Regions from separate parts of the Mus musculus genome. Here regions 1, 3, 4, 5, 6 and 7 are each linked to region 2. Evidence: chromatin contacts called from public HiChIP or PLAC-seq and promoter capture Hi-C data. All regions are on one chromosome and are shown on one strand. Each heading gives the region's core, a stretch centred on a gene start, on an enhancer-like site or on the middle of the called end of the contact. The rest is flanking DNA. Distances are from core to core; before and after follow the strand shown.

Region 1 (2,751 bases), core at 219-2,718, 2.6 Mb after region 2:
CCACAGTCTGCATCCAAGAATCCTCGAGGTAAGAGCTGGGGGTAAAGCGAGGAACGCGCCTTTCTGGATGCTTTGAAGGTTGGCTGGAGCGTAAAGCTGGGCCCTGAGAATTGATTCTGGACGTTGAAGAGGAGAGGCTGGGATCCTGGACTTCTGAGTCCTTGGGAGTGTTGGACATCCTTGGGAGTTGGGGTGCAAGGACTGAGAGGCCTGATACCGGGGGTTCTCTAAGAGGACGAAGTGACCCGGACTCCTTCACCCAAGGAGGGGCTGCATTGCATCCTTGAAATTGCGGTTATGGACGCAGGTTTGGGCCTCGAAGGTCGGGCGCTGGACCTCAGGAGTCCACTCTGGTAGAGAGCAGCCCCGCCCTGGGACTTCCCAGAGCACCACTGGTGCAGGGTGCCCGGGCCGAACAGGAATTCCCCGTGCGCGGGGATTCCACGGGCGCCGCGCTTCGCTGCGTGCCCCGCCTCCGAGCCAGACACCTGCGGCGCGCGCGTGCGGAGCGGAACTGGGAGGTGGAAGATTCCCTTGCGTTAGCGCCGTGACGTCAGCGCGCGGCGTCTCGTCTCGAGGGTTTCCGAGTCAGTCCTCGGCTGACTTTAACCCTTCTCGCGCTGGAGTCTGAGCTGGGAAGTCTGGGCTGGGGATTTGCTCTTCTTGGGTCGAGGGAACCGGATTTTCAGGTCTCAGAGGAGACTGAGGGTCTGTACTCTTGGGTTCTGGGTGAATGGATTGTGCCAATGGGATACAGGGGCATCTCCGGGATGGTTGGTCCCTGCTATTCCCAAGTTTGCCGAGGTGGGGGCGGGAGCTTTGCGACTCCAGATCCCTGGATCATTGAGGAACTACACCGCTACTGATTTGGTGGATCCTGGCAGAGAGGCTAGAGCAAGAGTGGTGATCCCAAGACTTGGAGAGGAGCAACTCACCCTTTCCTGTGCTGAGGACTCTGGGCTTACGTTCTACCATCCACCCAGCCTTGCGCCCAGCCCCACATGTCAGATTCTAGAACAGAGAAACATTTTGTTGTTGTTTTGAGACAGAGGTCTCAGGTAGTCCAGGTTGGCCTCTCACTTCGTTTATAGATGAGTCTGGCCTTAACACCTGACCCTCTGCCACCACCTCGCTGGGATTGCAGGGGTGTGCCTCTACTCCTAGTTAAAACAGAGATATTGGGAACCTGGAAATGCCTTTTCGGGAAGTTGAGATTAGCAAACCCCAGTCCTCCACTCCTAGTGTTAGGACCTGGTCGCCTAGGTTGGGATTTTTAACGGATGTGGTGGTGCTTCCGAGGAGCCCGGTGTCTCCGGAGAAGATAGATGCTTCAGAGAAGTGCTAGCCTCCCCACTTCCTCAGTTTCCACTACGGTGGTGGAAAGTTGGTGCGGAGGAAAAGCGTGGAGGAAAAGGAAGGAAATGGCGGAGGCGGGGCCCTGCACTCAACATCTTCTGTTGGCTTTGTAGTTCTCCAGCTCGCTCGAAGGAAAGGAGGGCGCCCACATGCACTCCCAGCCACCCACCGCTGCCACCGAGGCTGCATTCGGGTGACTTAAACATTCCTGATGACTTCCTTCTGTCTTCCCACACACAGTGAGTCGGCCTGAGCGTAGTCACTGCCCAACACAGACGGTAAAGAAGCTTCTGGAAGAACAGAGGCGCCGACAGCAGCAGCCAGAGGCTGCTGGGGTGCCGGTGAGTCTCTGGAAGTCGCCATGTGCGCTGGGGGAGATGGGAGTTGTAGTCCTGACTCTGAGGCTCTGCAGGTGGGGGACAGACCTGGAAGAATCTTCCAGATTCATAAATTCATTTCCTTTACATTGCAGGGACACTTCTCCCCTCCTCTGGTCCAGCCACTGACTCCATCTGTGAATGAGGCAGAGCCAGGTAAGAATAAAGTTAGCTCCTAGCCCAGCTTCTCTTAGACTCAGGCATCCCAGCTCTTAGACCTTTGGGGACCGAGGAGTCAGGCAGCTCTCATTATTCTTGAGCCATATGGGAAATTTTGATGACCAGCCTGCCATCGTTGCACATGTCTATATTCCCAGTACTCCGGAGTTGAGGGGGGGCGGATTGCCATTGGGTTTGAGGTCATGTGGTTTTTTTTTTTTACTAGCAAGTTCCAGGCCACCTAGAGCTATCTAAGACACCTTGTCTTATAACCAAAACCCCTGGAATTTGACGTTGGTTTTCAGTAGCCCAGTAGTCCATGAATAGTGTCCTTCAAGCATCCAGGGTTTAAGACTCCAGGACTTCAGATCCCAGTTGCTTGAGATCCAGTAGGCCTGGCATCGCAGCTTGCTGATGCCCCAGGACTGGAGGACCCAGCTCCTCAGTGTCTCAGGACCTCTGGAGACTCCAGGTTTACCTTCCCTGGCCATGTCTCCAGGCTGTAATAACAGGCTGGTTCTGACCACCCTCTCTGTTTCAGGCCATACTCATTTCCCTGCCTTCCAAGAGACTGTGGATTCCGGACCTGGCAACCTGGCTCCCCCTTCAGGCTTTGCAGACTGGGACCCTAGCATCCATGCTACCTATACAGAGGGCTCTTTCCCATTCTCTGCTTCTGAAGGCTTCCTGACTCCTGATTTCTACCCTCCGTCAGACCCAGGCCGGTCAGGCCCATTTCCCCTGGTGATGGAGGTAAACTATAGGGTGGGGACAGATGCTTAAGGGCCCCTAAAAACTTCTCAGTGGTGCTGAGCCTAGTGGCGCAGGCTTGTCATCCCAGCTACTCCGGAGGCAGAGG
Region 2 (2,700 bases), core at 70-2,569:
ACACATTGGATGACAGAAGGCTAAGCATCTTTATAAATGATCCAAAAGCCGGTGAAACAAAACCCAAGCTTTGCAGAAGCAGTCACTTGGGTCTGTCTGGAGACTCCTTGCCTACCTCAGTAATCTGCTCGTGGGATAACTCAAAATAGATGGAGTCTTTAATATTTAAAAGTGCAATACAAAATATATGAAGTAATAGATGCCCCGCCAAGAAAAAAGGATAAAAGAGAAAGCTTTCCACAGCAACATCTTCAGGTAATGAGCGTTTCTCCCACAGGTGAGCGTACAGGAACAGTTCCCTTTCCAGATCCCCTCGTGTCATTAGAGCTTAAGTGTCTCCATTTTTATTGACTTCACTCAGAGTTGAGATGCTGTCCAAATCAGCTATGCTCTGTTGCTCTTGGAGGGTGTTGTTCTATCAGTTTTTTAAATTGACAACATTTGAATGTGTTGATTGATTTTGCTATCATTCCCTATTGTTCTAGCGGGACTTCCCCCCTCTTCATGTTTAAAGGTGTGCTATTTGAGTATACTCTGAGTTAATTTTGTTTATGTATTTATGTACTTATTTGTTTGAGACATTTGGGGTATCCTCTGAATTTTAGTTTATTTAGTCCTTTCAAGACAGTAGGAGTGTATTCTGAGTTTATTTTTAATTAATTTTTTTCAGACACCTCCTCTGCCTCCTTAGGGCGGTGACTAAAGGCATGTGCCACCATAATCTGAGTGTATTTTAGTTCTTAGACAGGGTTTCACTGGGTAGTCCTCGGTGGTCTCTTCTCACAGACATGCAGCTGGCTGTGCCTCCCCATCGCTGGGATAAAAGCCATTGCTACCACGCCCATGTTTACTGTCACTTGATGACTTGGCCTCTTTATTAATCTACCTCCATTTTATAATCGACCTGAGTTTTCTTTTGATCATGCGAAGATGGTTACTTTGAATCTGCTAGAGTATTTATCTTTAATATATTTTCTGTAGTTAACACATAGCTGGGTCTGACTTTTCAAATCTAAATGTGGCAAATTTTGGCGTTTAGACGATTTACAGTACTTTTAATGCGATTAGTTTTATTAAGAGGCTCGTCTAGCCTGCCTAACGGACACAGTTCTGTTGGTACATAGCGATACGGTCCTCAGTCACATTTTCTATCTAAAGCAGGGAATTCAGACTCCTCCGTCTTCTCTACAGGAGAAAGAAAATCAGTTACGCGGAGAACCGGAAGTACCTTTTGCTCAAAGGAGGGCGCCTCCCCTTTAAGCGCGCACCCACGTGGGCACTCCCACAAGCCACTGGACTCGGTTTTCTGATGGGCTGGCCCGAGTTGCACGCCGGGATCTCCGGGACGCTCCAGGCTTCTCCAGGGCTTTGCTTGTGACAACTGTGTTTTCCGGGACCACCGCGCCGGAAGTAGCGCATAGGCTTTTGGTTTATGTCTCCCCAGAGTAAGACCGGAGCCAGCGGGCTGGGAGGGGTGTGTACAGGCGGTGGGGTGGCTGTATGGTGTGTGTGTGTGTGTGTGTGTGTGTCTTTGAGTCTAACTGTATACACACCTTGAGCTCTCTGCATAATCTGTGTCTCTGTGCTTGTCGCTGTCTGCTCCTGCTTTCTCTCAGGGACACAGGGACTAAAGCAGAGGACCAAGCTTCAGTAAGGGGAGGTCAGGTGCGGGGTCTGAAGGGAAGCTTTCCCCGAGGCTCAGACTTGAGCTTAGGGCTATAATTTAAGGACGGGGGTGTCGTCTTGGAGGGAGGGTACTTGTTGAGTCCCCTGACTTTCTCAGAGCTGCAGCCATTGAGCATGCTCTCAGATATGGTCTGCGATCTCATGCTTACTCAGGCTTCCCTAGGTGGCCATTCCAAAGGAGGGCTGGAGAGGGATGTGGATTCAAGAATGAGTTTTCTGTTTCTGTTTGAAAAATGAGGTTTTAGTTTTAGAATATGGAATGGAAGTGAGGGAAGGAGGAACAGGCGAATTGATACCTCCACCATTGTGTCCCTTACATTGTCCCTGCCCTTTCCACTTAGTTTCAATGATCCGTGGCGTCTTCTCCCACAATCTCTACCTTTTCCTGAGATGTTGTAACTAGGAATTTCTAGAGGGTAGCGTTAGGGCTCTCAACTAAATCAATTTGTATCTTGATGGTGTCACACCTCAGATGGCCTTTGATCTTTACAGGCCTTCATTCGAAGCAAGGGAAGAATGTAGGCGATAGATGGTCTGGTCACCAGGGAGGATTTGGGGAGTGGGAAAGTAATAGCACTGAATTTGGCATCCTTGAGGACTAGGTATTTTGTGTGTGTGTGTGTGTGTGTGTGTGTGTGTGTGTGTGTAAAATGGGTAATGTTGGCCAGATGCAGATGAGCAATGCCATGTTTAAATATAGGGATGTGGATCTGTGGTATCCCGTTGGAGTCTTGGTTCTGTCCCCTCAGGCTCTCCAGGCCTGTCAGGAACCTTAGGATGCCTGTGGTGAAGTCTGTTAGCGCAGTGCCGCCATATCCTAAGGGCCTGGTGTGCTTTAGTTGTTGCTCTGTGAGGTCATTTTGGGTTCCTTACCTGGTTATTGCCGCTGGGACAGGGCCAGGGGATGTGGGCCACAAGCGTGGATGGCTGCTCCGGACCTAAGGCTGGTTTGTATAATCATGTACATTCCCTCTTTTAAGGAAAGTCCCCCCCTCTTAATGATAATGTCTCCGT
Region 3 (2,720 bases), core at 152-2,651, 2.3 Mb after region 2:
AGTCATCCAATGACTGCCCCAACTTGAGACCCATCCCATGTGAGAGAAACTAATTAACTCTACTAATGATACTCTTGTGCTTGCAGACAGCAGCCTAGCATAACTGTCTCCTGAGAGACTTCACCCAGCAGTGGATGGAGGCAGATGCAGAGAGCCACACTCATCAGGTGGAGCTTGGGGAGTCTTGTGGAAGAGTATGGGATAGAAGTGAGCAAGCCAGAGGGGTCAAGGATACCACAAGAAGACCCAGAGTCAACTGACCTGGGAGCATGGAGGTTCACAGAGCCTGGGTCACCAACCAGGGAGCATGGAAGAGCTGGACCTAAGCACACTCCCCACCCCACGCCTACACGTTTGTAGCAAGTGTGAGCTTGGTGTTTATGTGGGTCCCCCTAAGAAGTGGAGCGGGGGTTGTCTCCATCTCTGTTCCCTGTCATTGGATCACCCCCTACTTCGACTGCCTGATTGTGCTTCCTAGACCTGCTGGGACTAGGTGCCCCAGGGAGGGGTGGTACCCAGAGGGACTCTCCTGCCCAGAGGACAAGGTAAGGGGGAGATGGAGGGAGGGATTTGTAAGGGTAGGACTGGGAAGCGAGGAAGGAGGGTGGCTGAGATTAGGATGTAAAGTGAATTTTTAAAAGTAAACATTAAAAACAGTTGGAAATACTCATATGGCTACCCTTAATAGTCGAGATGTATAAATGCTTCAGATCCTGAAATATCAAACAGCACAAAGACTCAGTTAAGCCGCTATCCCACTTAACACGGGGAAGTCCTACACAGCTGTCCAAATAAACAAAGTAAAAGACAAAGAAAAGCATGATAGCTCACAAATGAACCTCTAAAATGAGCAAAGGCTAAAGAAGAATGCACGCAAGATACACATTCAAAACTTCACACTCACAACCCACACACAGACCCACAACAGAGACACTCGGCTATCGGAAACCTACCTACGAGAAGACAGGACTACCTACTAGGGGCTCAAAAAGTAACTTAAGCACAACTTCACTTTTACCACACAGAATCCACAGGTATCTGCGCCTGCACTGTGCTGCACGTGGTCACAACATCACACAGTCGCACGCCCCTACAGAGACAGAACACTCACCCAGTCAGCAGCTCTCCACATCCACACACAATGCCGCACGTGTCCCCAGCTCGCTCCCTCCCACTCACCAAGGGGTGGTGGCCGCCACGGTGTTAGCAGAAACTGATGCTCATCACCAGTCCAGCCCCTTAGCGCCGCGATCACTGTTCACAAATTAGCCGCACAATTCCGACTCCTCTGCCGCACAAAGCCCAGCCTCGGCGTTCGCCCCGCCTCCTCCCGGGTTCCGCACCAAAGGCCTTCCTTGCAAGCTGCCAAAGCCCTGCAATCCTTCAGTGCACCTCCCCTCTTGCCAGCAAAGCTCTGAAGTCACGCCAGGCGCGTGATCTTCCCGCGAGAAGCCAGGGAGCCCTCTGGGAAATGTAGTCAGTCCGAGGGAACGCGGCAGACAAGATGGCTCCCGATGGGCGGGGCTTCTAACGGTCCCTCAGTGTGGTGGACGAGCGGAGGACACCCCAAATAGAAACGCATCCTCAGGATACATGGAACCCTATATCAGCTTCCACTACTGCATTTAAAATCATTCAAAAAAGTTAGGAATCTGTTGATTTCCCGGACTTTTGGTATTATCTGTAGAGGATAGACTGCATCAGGAAAGGGGCGGAGAACTGGTAGGGGGCGGAGTGTGATTTGCATAGTAAGCATAATCATGCGGCTGAGACTTCTAGTAATATAATTCAGTGCAATACGAAAAAAAATATATTGAAGGGGGAAAGTTATCTCAATTTCTCAGAGAGCTAAGCCTTTGCTTGGCCACCTCTAGCGGCCGAGTTTCCCCCCGCCCCAGAAGTGTGCAGGAACAGATCTCCTCCGCAGATGTGTGACTTGTTCTGGACATGCATTTGGCTTGGTACTCATTAGCAGGTCCTGTAGGTTGAAAGGGTGGATACCAGGACCACACCTTGGATTCCCACATGCTTCTAATGCTAGCCCGCAGGAGGAGCAGGAGGATCAGGGTCATCCCTGGCTACTGAGAGGTAGTTACATTAAAAACTACAGTGGAACACTTGGAGAAAGCATCTTCCTTTGAAGTGATTTCCATAACCAATAAATATACCTAGTCCAGGAGATAACAAGTCAGTCGGTCTGAAAAAGACATTAAAGTTGGGGCTAGAGAGATGACTCAGCGATTAAGAGCACTGGCTTCTCTTCCAGAGGACCTGAGTTCAATACCCAGCCACCACATAGTGGCTCACAATCATCTATAAGAGGATATGATGCCCTCTTCTGGCCTACAGATGTATATGCAGCAGAGCACTCACATTAAATCTTTTAAAACGACATTGAAGTTAAAAGACTACATCTCTGTATAAATCAAGATTTTCTCTTCAGAAAATAGGGACAACACGGCTTACCTCACTTCTCTGTTAATTGCAAAGCTGCCACAGTCCTAACGAAATAGATACTATAAAGACATGAAGATCTTATAAGGATATGAAGTTACCCAGAATAGAATGGAGCTGAGGGAGAGCTGCCGGTAGACTACCCCAATGATAACGGGTATACTAACCAGGCATGTTAGAGGGAAGTGAAGTTTGGGATTGCTGGGTGCGGAGATTTGAATGAGCTGGCTCATAGGCTCATACATTTGAATGCTTAGTCATTAGTT
Region 4 (2,700 bases), core at 51-2,550, 2.4 Mb after region 2:
CCCGCCCCTTCAGGCCCCGCCTTACCTGATGGCGCTAATGACTCCGCCCAGGATGCGCATGGCAGTTCCACCGCCTCCGCCACCTCCTCCCAGTCCCATGCCTCCACCGCCACCGCCGCCGCCGCCAGCAGCTCCGCTGATCAGGCCTCCGAGCACATTCCCCAGGCCCCCGCCCAGACCCCCGCCTCCCCCACCGCCACCGCCGCCCTTCAAGAACGAATTCACCAAGAACATGATCGCAGCTGAGTCCTGTAAAGTAAAAGGGGTGGGTCGGGTAGTGGCCTTGCCAGGAGCCCAGCCCTTCCCGCAAAAAAAAAAAAAAAAAAAAAAAAAAAAGCAAGCATTTCCGGCAACTAGATTGGGGAGGAAACTAAGGCCTCGAGATGGGGACAGAGCCTCTAGCTAGGGGTCTGGACAGGTGATAGGAGATGTGAAACCTCCTAGGGTCTAGAAAGTACCCTGGCCCAGGCTTGACTGCATATATATAGGCATGAGGACAGGGGTACAGCTGGGCGTGCGTGGTAGCGCTCTACTGTAATCCCAGAAATTGGGAGGCTGAGGCTGGAGGACCAGTTCAAGGCCAGCCTCGGCTACAGCGCCTGCCTGCTTTACCCTGTCTTGAGGCAGCGGGAAAACAGGGGATTCTCGTGTAGAAACCCTAAGGTGTGTAAAACCGAACGTGTCTCAGATCCAGGCCTTCCAAAATTAAGCTCAGGGTAGGGATGACCCAGGGCTGACCAGGAAGTTCCTAATGTGGATTAAGACATTCAGATACTCTCGACAGAGGGACTACACTGTCACTACGGGATCTGTGGGCTCCGGCCAAAAATTATGGCTGTGCGCCCGGAGGATCCTGGATAACGGAGTTCTTCCCACCGCAAATGGGAACCACGATCTCGGATTGTGGTTCTAGACGCCCAAAATAATTTCCGGGTATCTCTCTGATCTTTGGGCTTATATTTTTTGGTCGTCAGATCCGGGATGGTAAGGAGTGTTCTGGAGGGGCTGACAGGCCCGATGGTTCGAATCTGAGAACACCGGTCCTAGGACCCCCCAAGGGCCAAGACTTTAGGGTCTCGCCAGATCTGAGGACTACGGATTCCGGATCTACAGGGTGCAGGGGTGCTGGACTGGAGTGTCCCGTCTCACTTACGGATCCGGCGGTCCGCGGTCTTGCTCGCCTGCTGCAGGGCCTCCGCTGTGTCCGGTTCGGGAGGGCGGGGCCGGTGACTCAGGCAGCTACTCCGGGTTAGACCCTGCCGCCACCCAGCCGTCGTCTGCGCGGTCCTAGAGCCTCCATTGCAGACTGCGCCTGCGCGGGAGGGTTATGGTTGCAAGTCTCTGCTTAGCTCATCCGTCCCCATACACACACTGCTGGAAATTCAACGCTGTCCAGATTAAATAGCTTTGAGTACGAATAAATTATTCTAACGCCCAGGTACTGGAGCCTCCAGGAACTAGATACAGGGTACCCGGTCACCGTTGCAGTATATAGTTGCAAAAAAGGACTTCAGTTGTCATTCATTCATTCATTCATTGTGCACTTTGAGACAGAGGTTTGTTAAACATCCTCTAAATGATGACCTAAAGCCCTAGCTAACCTCGAACTTGAAACAATCCTCCTGCTTCTGTTTCCCGAATGCTAGGAATCTACATCTTAAGTTTACCATCAGTTTGTGCCTCTCACCCAGGTCGCTGTTGGGCTTCTAGTCTGGCTGTCTGGCCACTCCCTAGGAACTATATAAACCTCGGTTTGAGTCTTTATTGCTCATCCCTAAAACAGTGACCTGGTGTCTCTGAGTAATGACCTCCTCATGTGTAAGGCGGGAACATAGCCAGGCGTGATGACACACACCTGTAAAACCAGCACTGGGAGGTGAGGGCAGGCAGCCATTCTCAGTACATAACAAGTTTGTGACCGGCTTGGGCTACATGAGACCCTAGAGGACACTAGGGTAAGCCCCTATCAGAATTAAGTGATAAATACATAGTAAATGGCAGCTCTTCTGTTAGTCCCTATGTCGCCATGTTGTTCCCTCAGCTGGGAGCTCACCTGGTTCCCTTAGCTCGTTTACTCTTGCTCATCCTTAAACAACATCGACAAATACCTGCCGGTCCCTAAATACTCTCCACTCACTAGGTTGTGTGTCCTCGAAGCAGGCCTGTGGGATAGGTCTGTTATTGTCCCCATTCTATGTATAAGTAAACTGAGGTTAAACAACCAGTCTGCTTTACCTGTTCAAAGAATCTCCGATAACTTAATATGATAATCAGTCAAATAAGATCTCAGCAGACAAGACCGTAATTGCACTAACGCCACCTAAGGGCTTGCTGGGACCAGGCCAGGTAATCATTGCTCAAACCTGTGTGTGTGTGTGTGTGTGTGTGTGTGTGTGTGTGTGTGTGTGTGTGTGTGAAGCAAGATTTAACCTGTCGAAACCGGAAACTCTAAAAGGCGGGAGCACAGAGGGTGGCGACCCAGGCCTAAGCCTTAGCGGATAAATCATTTGGTGATGACTAATGTGGATTCCCTCTCTGCCACACCCCTCCCTGCCACACTGAGCAGTCTGACCTCAGGCTCAACTCGCTGGCATAAGCCCTGTCCTCTGCCTACAAATACTCCTGTGTTTGGACTTGACTGTCTGTGTCCTCCACTTTGGACCAGAGCTCAGACATCTCTCATTTGGGAAGACCTCTTTG
Region 5 (2,813 bases), core at 229-2,728, 2.4 Mb before region 2:
CTTGAAAGCAGGACACATTTTCTCATGTAGCCCAAGCTGGCTTCAGACTGACTATATAGTCAGAGACTACAAGACTTTAAGCTTCTTTCTGATCCTCTTGCCTCGGCCTCCCTACTTCTGAATTATAAGCAAGTGCTATGATGCCTACTGTGTGTGGTCCTGGAGACAGACCCTTGGGCTTTGTCCATGCTAGTCAGGTACTCCAGTAATAAGCTACATCCCCAGCTCCAGGATTTTTCCTTTTATCATACTGGCTTGTTTACAATGTTTTGTAAATGGGTGAATGAGAGAGGTTGAGACAGAGTTCCACTCTGTAGCCCTGACTGACCTGCAACTCACTATGTAGCCCGGGCTTGCCTTGAACTGACTCAGCTTCCCAAGGACTGGGATCAGAGGTGTGCGGCACATGCCTGGCAACAACAGTCTTATTACCATCTGTGTCCTCAGCTCTACTGAGACTGCCCTGCTAGTTACAGAAAGCCGAAGCCTGGCACCTCTAGGTATTGAATGTCTGTCTCGGGATGAAATCTTTGTGACTAGAGCCTTTTAGATTCAGAATTAAGGTTGAGGCATACAACAGCTGTCAGCTCCACACTCCCTGCTCTGAGAAGGCTGAAGGTATCCATCTCCCTGCCCTCACTGGACAGGTACAGGAAACCCAACCAGCTCAGTGCCTCTGTGTCTCTGTCGTCATTTGGGAAATGGGCTGATCATAATGACAGCTGTCTCATCCAGTTACTTGTGGCAAGATCACAAGGATAAATGACGGCTCCAGCCAGTCAGGATACCCTTGGGGCAGAGGTGGGATCTGATTCACAGGTCTGAGGCCTGGCACTAGGAAGGGCCTCAGGAAATGACAGTCACTTCTCAGAGCTGCGAGCCTTTGTGAGTGTGCTTACCTGAACCCCGTGCAAGGGAGGAGCCTTACTCAAGCAGATTCTTTCTGACTCCTCATGACACTAAGGGCAGCTTGGCTATTAACAGCTCCACGTCACACTTCACACATTCCTTTGCTTATCAATCTAATAAATACTTGAATGTCCATGTGTCTGGCATTCCCTGTAAACAAGGCAGACACAACCCTACTCTTAGGGAGACCAGTGTCTAGTAGAGTCAGACACTCTACTCAGCACACTCAGCCAGACAGTAGACTTACATACACCTCTCCAAAACACACACATTTGAATCTGACAACAGCCCTACAGATGCCTGTTGGGAGCTCAGAAAAAAAATTGAGAAAAGGTCCCTGTTCATTACTTCACATTCATAGCAATTTGGTACAATGGGTCTTTGCGATTGAGGTTCCATATCGCTTCAAAGCATAGTGTTCTGCTATGTGTCTTTGTTGGGGGATAGGAGGCTTCAGGGTCCTGCTTGAGCTCCAACACTTGTCTACCAAAGGAGGATGAGGAATGATGAATTTGGGGGTTTTGGGTCTGGTAAGCCATGCCAGGTTTTTTCTGGTTTTGCCTGCACAGGAACCTGTCCCTGGAGTCTGATAAAGATCCATGGACTGCCGGTGGAGCTGCATAGCGGAGGGCTTGCTTAGTGTTCACCAGGCCCTAGGTTTGGCTGTAAGCAGCGCCACAAGACAGACAAAACTCATAACCAAACCAGGACTTAATGCCTGCTCTGATTGAGCCATGCAAAATCTTTGGTTGTTCTGCCACTGTTTCTCCAGCCTTTTGGATCCAGGGAAGCTAAATGGTAACTCCCTCCTTTCTCTAAGGACAACGTAAAAGTTCTCATGTTTTGCAAGTCGCCCCAGGGTTGCTGGGTTGATGAAGGTCGATTGTCAAAGAGCAGATGGATGGATTCACTGAGAGAGTAAGAAGGGGCTGCAAGGAGCTCTTCCAATTACCGGATGCCCCTTCTGCCTACCTTTTGCATTCTATTTATTTAGAAAAAGCGGTTAAAAACCCTTCTACGTTATTCTTTTAAGAGGGCAGAAGACATGAAAACCGCTTGAACCGAAACAGAAAACACTAAAGGCACAGCTCTTGGCCACACAGAAAAAGGAACCTGAGAGAGAACCTTATTCCGACAGACGAGCATTTCGGACACTTCCCCAAAGACCGCACTGGGACAGACGTAGTCCTTACGTCTCGGTGGGGCATTCTACTCTCACATCACCCCCCCCCCCACGCGCAGGACGGCAGTGGATCAGTCCACGGGTCTCTTCCCCCTCGTGGAAGTGGGTCAGTTCCCCCAGTCCCCAGTCCCCCGCAGGATGTGCGGGATTTCTTTTAAGCTGTTACCGACTCACCTTTGATCTTGCCTTTTCGCCACCGCCTGCGACTGCGGTTCTTCGATCCTTCTTTGCCCTGCTTGGAGGCCTGGGCCCCCACGGGCGCCGATTCCACGGCCGGCTCCATCAATTCTTTCCAGTCCTGGCGCGGGGCCCAATTCCAGCGATCAAGTTCCTCTCTTAGAGTCAATCCTAGTTACACACCACTGCCAGGCCCCCAAACCATCCAATCCTGGGCAGGCTCCTCGCGGAGCTCCGCCTTTAATGGGTGGGGCTGAAGGTCTTGGCCCGCCCATCTGCTCAGATTAAAGGAACCGCGCAGTGCACCGTAACGACAAACAAAAAACCAAAAACCAAAAACCAAAAAAAAACCCGCAGTCCTGGAAGCAGCGAGAAGTGCCCTCACAGCAGGAATAGTGAGGAGTCGCGTTAGAGTCACCCCAACAAAGAATTCTCAGTCATCTTGTGCAGGTGCTGACCCTCGCCATCTCATTCACCTTTCCTTGAACCTGGCCCGCCCACTTGCCCCGGGAGCCGGAAGAACGGGCGGGCGGGCAGGGGGCGG
Region 6 (2,700 bases), core at 22-2,521, 2.4 Mb after region 2:
TTTGTGCCCCTCCAGGTGTAGGAGATAGGAGTGAGTCTATTTCAGATTATTCATTACACTAAGTATTGTTATTTCTTTATATGTCTCGATGGAAAAACATGTTTTTGCCATGTGTGTCACTTGTCCTTGTGACTCCTCTTAACCCTCAGGGTACAAACTGTCTGCTGCTCAGACTAAAGTTGGCTACTACAGGAGACTTTAGCTTGCCTCATTTATGACTCCATTCTCCCAGGTCCCACTGCCTCTAGACTAGTAGCCAATAGCTCCGTAGGTAAAAGCCCTTGGGGCCAAAGCTGACTCTGGGAGAATGAACTCTCAAAAGTTGACCTCAGCCAGTCTGGTCTACACAGCCAGTTCCAGGTCAGCCAAGGCTACACGGAGAAACCCTGACCAAAAAAAAAAAAAAAAAAAGTTTTACTAATAGCATTCCTTCTACCCAAAGTCATTTCTTTCTGTGACTCAAATTTTGTGGAACTGTTTTGTACACCCTGCTCCCCAGGCAGCAGTGCTAAGATTTTTACATTCTCCATAATTTTAAGCCGTAAGTAGATAAAAATCAGTTCTAGTGAAGGAACAGGAAAGAAATCAGGAACAGAAAAAGGAAGGAAGACCAAGAAATGTTACGCAAATAAGCCAGGCAAGTACTCCGGAGGCAGAAAGGTAGATCTCAGAGCTCACAGCCAGCCTGCTGGTCTACAGAATGAATTCAGTCACAAAGAAATCCTGTCTCAAAAGGAAAAAACAAACAACAAAAACAAAAAACAAAAAAACCACAACAATATAACAACAACAACAAAACCCACAACAATATAACAACAACAAAACCAGGGGAATGTTAACCAAATAGGGGCCTGGAAGAGCACACCTTACCCCGAGGCGCTACAGAGGAGGCGTGGCAAGAGCCAACAGGCCAGCCTCTCGCTCAGACTCCGATACAGCACACTGGTGGCTGCAGTGGTCCCCAGCCCTATTCCAATAAAATCAAAGACACACTGGAATGAAAGGGATAAGTGTCTTAGGTCACTCACTGAACAGTAAAGTGATATTAGAGATGATTTGTAAATGCAAAACCATTTCCCGGGAGTTAGAACTAAAATAAAGCAATGTGCCAACTCTAAGTGGAGCCAGAAAGATGGGCAGCACCAAACCCTGAAGCCAGCAGGAACGCAGGGGGAAAGCCTCTGCCAAGGGGGCGGGGCTTCCGGACCAGGCGGGCCTGGGAAGCCGCCTGAGGGAGCAAATAAAGAAGCGATGGGAGGGACCGAGGCCCCGAGGCGGGACCAAGGTGGCAGAGAAGCCCGGAGTTGGGTAAACAGGACGACCAGCCTCTCACCCGGTTCTGCACAGTGTCCTCGGGAGCCGCCGCGAGTCGCGTCCGCCGCCGGAGGCAGAGCGGTGGGGCAGGAGGCGGGGAGGACTGGTTTCTCCGCGCCGGAACTCCCGCCATGACAGAGGACAGCTTTTCTATCGTGTCACTCCGCGTATAACCTCCGGCCGCTAAGGCAGCCATCATGCTGTCGGAGACCAGTGTCCGTTACGCTTCTTAACAGCCGCCTGTAGCCAGCACCCACTCGAATAGCGAATGGCCGCGGGAAAGCCGGCGCCACCGCCCATTGGACGCAGCCGGCACCCCGGCTGGCCAATCACAAAGCTTCCGGGTAGGCTCATTGCCCAATGGGAGATAAGAGGCGGAGCTAAAGGAAGGTGGGGCCAGGGCCTGTCTATTTCACTGCTTACTGAGTCTGGCTGGGTTTCTCTACTAACCTGTGCTTTCTCTGTTCATAGACACACAGCTTTTAACTTTGATGGAGCTCATCCTGTCTTTTGCAACAGTCCCGGGAAGTTATTCAAGCTGTACCAGTCTCATGGATATAGGGGTAGGGTGAAGCCAAAGAGCCGTGGGCTTGGGGTCGGGAACAACACCGCCCTACTCTTGCCTATACAAATAGTGAGGTTTAGGATTGCGAAGATTGTAGCCAGCTGCTCTCCATCCCGTGATTGGGGCGTAGCCGCGGTAGCACGAGGAACATTTTGTACGCATGCGCCCTCAGTTTCCCCTGTCACGTGTTGCAGTGTTGCTCTTCCCTGGGATGACGTGAGGCGGATGGATTGCTCGGGGACCCGGACAGGGTTTGGCCCAGACTCAAGTGTTATTGCTGACTGGGCAGGACTGGCCAGGGTAGGACAGCTACACATAAGTACATTAGGGCTCCAACACTTTGGGGCGCCTGGGCAGGGACAATTGGCCTGGGAGATTCGAACATGGGGCGTGGCCCTGGGAGGGGCGGGGTTGGTCCAGCTTTGAGTCTTGGGAGCTACTGCTATGAAGCTGTAGATAGTTCATTGCTACCTTGGGAGCGGAAGGGGTGAGAGGGATGTGCACACACATCATTCTCCCTGTTCATTTTTTGGCTTATTTTTCTCTTTAAACGGTTTTCTGGGGCATCACAGGTTGAGGTATGCAACGGTGTCCCCACCACTAGAATGTCAGCCCCTCCCTGAAGCCAACAAATTTTATCCCATTTCCTGTTATTCCTAGGTTGCTAGACTAATGCCTAACACATACTATTGTCCATCAAATGTTTGTTGGAAGGGTTTGATTTTTAGCCCAGAAGTCTGTTGGGGTTTGGGAAGCGTCGCACAAACCGCTTAAAAACCGATCTCAGTTAAACAGGACTGGTTTATTGAAACTCCCCCCAC
Region 7 (2,746 bases), core at 20-2,519, 2.5 Mb after region 2:
ACTGAAGCTGAGAGATGAGCAGAGAGCTAGCCTCCTGTGATGGGGTTACGCAAGTGAGGTCAAAGTCTTATGTAAAAAGTGTCACAGAATCTTTTTCTGTCACACACCAAGCCTTAGCTGGGTCCCCTTTGCTCCCACCTGCCTCTTCAACCTTGGCATGGCCGTACATGCCTATAATCTCAGAGTTTAGAAGGCTGAGTCTGAAGGAGGTGAATGCTGAGACCAGCCTAGGCTATATTATATAACAAGACTCTGTCTCAAAAGAAAAAGCAAAGACCCCTAATAAAAGAATCAACAAGATTGTTAAGACAACAAGGAAGTGAGCACACCTCACTTTTATTTCCTTTATGCAAGAATCCTGAGGACTAACAGGAGTAGGGACTAGGGATTCTCCAAGAGTCTCAGGCTCATCAGCTGAGATGAGCTAGTGTAATCTCCCTCATGAACCCGGTTCTTCACAACGAGTCAGACTGCCAAGTTTCTCACGGTTCATCAGGGTATTCTATTAAACGAGCGCGGCAAAAAGTCTGTCTTCTCCACGTTAAAAACAGCAAGGGGCGGGGAGTGAGGAGGTGGGTGTGTTCTTAAGAAGTCAAGAGAGCTGTCTGTCAAGAGGTGCCACGGCCCCGATGGGAGGAGAAAGTGCGCCTGTGCTCTCTCTTTGACTTTGGGTTGGTGTATCACAGCATGTCTTATGCAGTCCGCCAGTGCCACAGAATGCCCGGAACCTCCTTGGTGAGGGAGTGTCTGATCTCTCACTATGCATCGGGAAAATTCGGTTATCTCTCAAGACATCTCAGCTTCCATTTAGATGAGTTCACGATCCTCCCCAAACTGTCAGAAGGAACCTTCCTCTAGGTCTGTCTGTCACCGTCCATCGGATCGCGTCTCCCGCGCCCCTGTATCTTCACAAGAATTCTTTGGGGCACCACCATCATCCAGCCTGGTCCCCGGGGCTGTCGCGTCGCCGGGCTCTTCAGCCGGACCCCGCGGGCGCACGAAGGTACCCATGGCCGTGGCGTGGCCCGAACGCAGCAGCTGTAGCTGGCGCCGACCCCGGCGATACAGATACTCGATACGCAGCACGTCGGTTCGCGGAAGGCTGGCGTGCTGCCGGAACTCGGCCCGCACCCGCGCCTCGGCGCCCGGCGTCCCGCGCCCGGCGCGCAGCAGCTCGCGGTACAGGCTCAGAACTTGCCTCTGCAACCGGCTGGGCCGGCTCATGACCGCGGCGTCGCGGTGAGGCCCCACACTGGCCGGAAGGACCGCCCCGACACACAGTGCTGAGAAGCTAACGGGCAGGGCTACTGGCACGTCTGCCAGAAGTCCCGCCTCCTGCTCACCGGCGCTGCCGCATCTGATTGGCCAGTACTGCAGTACATCTTGGCTGGCTCTGGAAGTGGGCGGAGTCTCTGGTGCTCCGGGCCACTCTAAAGAGTAGTTTTTGAGTGCCTTACAGTCCTGGATATTTCTGAACTTGAGTGGAAGCATGGGGAAGGGCCTAAGCGGTTAGACTCTGGAAAGAGTGTAGGAGGAGATAGTTCTGAGCCCTCGGAAGATTGAGAGCGAAGGGATCGAACCCGGGGCTCACCAGAAGGCAGAGGGATATTGGGAAGGGATGAGCAGTTTTTAAAAAGATCTTTACTATTTTGGGGGCTGGAACGTGCATAAACTGACGACATGACCGCTCCGTGGTACGGCCAAGCGAAAACTTTTTGTTTGTTTGTAGATATGAGAGAGAGGACAGCCAGAGGCATCTAGAAGAGTCCAAAATAGAGAGGAAGTAGACTGCATAGCCAGGGCTGTCTGCGAGAGGGGAGAGAATATTGTTGAAGTTAAGGATTAGCCACACAAACCACTGGGAGACACCAATGTCAGTAGGGTATCGGAACGGTTTACTGAACACACATATCAACACTGATTAATCAGGGATGCACACCCTAGCCAGTTTTCAGGGCCAGTTTTTATATGGGAAAACCCACGAACAGGTGCATTTGGCTATCTAGACAAAGCCGTACTGTATGACCTTTAAGCTGATTGGCTGGGTCTAGAGGCAGGAAGTCTAGGGAATTTCCATAGGTCTCGAGGCTCCATACAGCAACATGATGTTATAGTCAAAGAACATTAGGTCAGACTAAGGTCATGAGCTACAAAATGAAGGTTGAGGCAGTATAGCAGAACTATTGTCAGGTTTAAAACGTAATAGCAGGAGATAGTGAACAGAGAAAACAGAAGGAGGAGAGAGTGTAGAGAGAACAGTGTGAATATCAGGATAGTGGGAATGAGTAAGTATCTGGGGGAGGGAAGCTAGTGAGCTGGAGGGAATTTAGGGGATTGGAGTTTTAGTCAATGTTCAGTAAACAACTTAAATGAATCTGTCTCATCTTTCTTATCTATGTCTTAATAATAATCTGTTTTACCTGGTGGTGCAGACATTTAATCCCAACACCTGGGAGGCAGAGGCAGACATCTCTGAGTTCAAGGCTAGCCTGGTCTACAGAGTGAGTTCAAGGACAGCCAGGAAAACCCTGTCTTGAAACACAAAACAAAACAACCCCTCCCCCAAACTCCCAAACCCCGTCTTATTATTTTTCCATCTAAGTTGTTTGCTGAACTCTTACTTTATGCCAGGAACAACTCTACATACTTTAATGTTTAATTGTTTGTTTTCTATGATTTATGCTGTACAGGGCCAGAGATGTATCTTCCATTCCAGAGTGCTTGCTTGCTTAGCATTTATGAAACC

The links. Promoter capture Hi-C pulls out the DNA fragments that hold promoters and counts their contacts. HiChIP or PLAC-seq counts read pairs in DNA pulled down with a chosen protein or histone mark.
Region 1: a contact with region 2 is called in a promoter capture Hi-C map of hippocampal neurons, with 4 times the contacts expected there. The contact joins the promoter of Nfkbid here to the promoter of Zfp59 in region 2.
Region 3: a promoter capture Hi-C map of liver shows a contact between it and region 2, with 8 times the contacts expected there. The contact joins the promoter of Zfp566 here to the promoter of Zfp59 in region 2. A contact is called at or near these places in 3 of 39 promoter capture datasets (hippocampal neurons and liver), 1 of 115 datasets of contacts at active chromatin or transcription factors (astrocytes) and 1 of 9 other capture datasets (adipose tissue).
Region 4: a contact with region 2 is called in a promoter capture Hi-C map of hippocampal neurons, with 4 times the contacts expected there. The contact joins the promoter of Capns1 here to the promoter of Zfp59 in region 2. A contact is called at or near these places in 2 of 39 promoter capture datasets (hippocampal neurons and liver).
Region 5: a contact with region 2 is called in a promoter capture Hi-C map of pre-B cells, with 3 times the contacts expected there. The contact joins the promoter of 4732471J01Rik here to the promoter of Zfp59 in region 2. A contact is called at or near these places in 4 of 39 promoter capture datasets (frontonasal cranial neural crest, liver and pre-B cells).
Region 6: a promoter capture Hi-C map of hippocampal neurons shows a contact between it and region 2, with 7 times the contacts expected there. The contact joins the promoter of Thap8 here to the promoter of Zfp59 in region 2. A contact is called at or near these places in 2 of 39 promoter capture datasets (cranial neural crest and hippocampal neurons).
Region 7: a contact with region 2 is called in an H3K27ac HiChIP or PLAC-seq map of thymic regulatory T cells, with 7 times the contacts expected there. The contact joins the promoter of Sdhaf1 here to the promoter of Zfp59 in region 2. A contact is called at or near these places in 5 of 39 promoter capture datasets (hematopoietic stem and progenitor cells, hippocampal neurons, liver and 1 more) and 1 of 115 datasets of contacts at active chromatin or transcription factors (thymic regulatory T cells).

Annotation. Positions count from the first base shown.
Region 1 is chr7:30,421,807-30,424,557 of GRCm38.p6, forward strand. Nfkbid (nuclear factor of kappa light polypeptide gene enhancer in B cells inhibitor, delta) reads left to right here and starts at 1,469. Exons shown (of 11, transcript NM_172142.4): 1 at 1,469-1,697; 2 at 1,829-1,889; 3 at 2,434-2,645. The coding sequence starts at 2,640.
Region 2 is chr7:27,837,265-27,839,964 of GRCm38.p6, forward strand. It overlaps Zfp59 (zinc finger protein 59), which reads left to right and starts at 1,320. Exons shown (of 5, transcript NM_011762.3): 1 at 1,320-1,445.
Region 3 is chr7:30,089,109-30,091,828 of GRCm38.p6, forward strand. Zfp566 (zinc finger protein 566) reads right to left here and starts at 1,402. Exons shown (of 4, transcript NM_152814.2): 1 at 1,180-1,402.
Region 4 is chr7:30,193,853-30,196,552 of GRCm38.p6, forward strand. Capns1 (calpain, small subunit 1) reads right to left here and starts at 1,301. Exons shown (of 11, transcript NM_009795.4): 1 at 1,154-1,301; 2 at 26-249. The coding sequence starts at 234.
Region 5 is chr7:25,393,235-25,396,047 of GRCm38.p6, forward strand. It overlaps 4732471J01Rik (RIKEN cDNA 4732471J01 gene), which reads left to right and starts at 1,479. Exons shown (of 7, transcript NR_015569.3): 1 at 1,479-2,719. It also overlaps a transcript of Lipe not described here.
Region 6 is chr7:30,278,823-30,281,522 of GRCm38.p6, forward strand. It overlaps Thap8 (THAP domain containing 8), which reads left to right and starts at 1,272. Exons shown (of 3, transcript NR_144498.1): 1 at 1,272-1,658; 2 at 1,786-1,877. It overlaps Wdr62 (WD repeat domain 62), which reads right to left and starts at 1,588. Exons shown (of 33, transcript NM_146186.4): 1 at 1,334-1,588. The coding sequence starts at 1,510.
Region 7 is chr7:30,321,106-30,323,851 of GRCm38.p6, forward strand. It overlaps Sdhaf1 (succinate dehydrogenase complex assembly factor 1), which reads right to left and starts at 1,270. Exons shown (of 1, transcript NM_001033140.3): 1 at 304-1,270. The coding sequence starts at 1,224. The coding sequence ends at 868.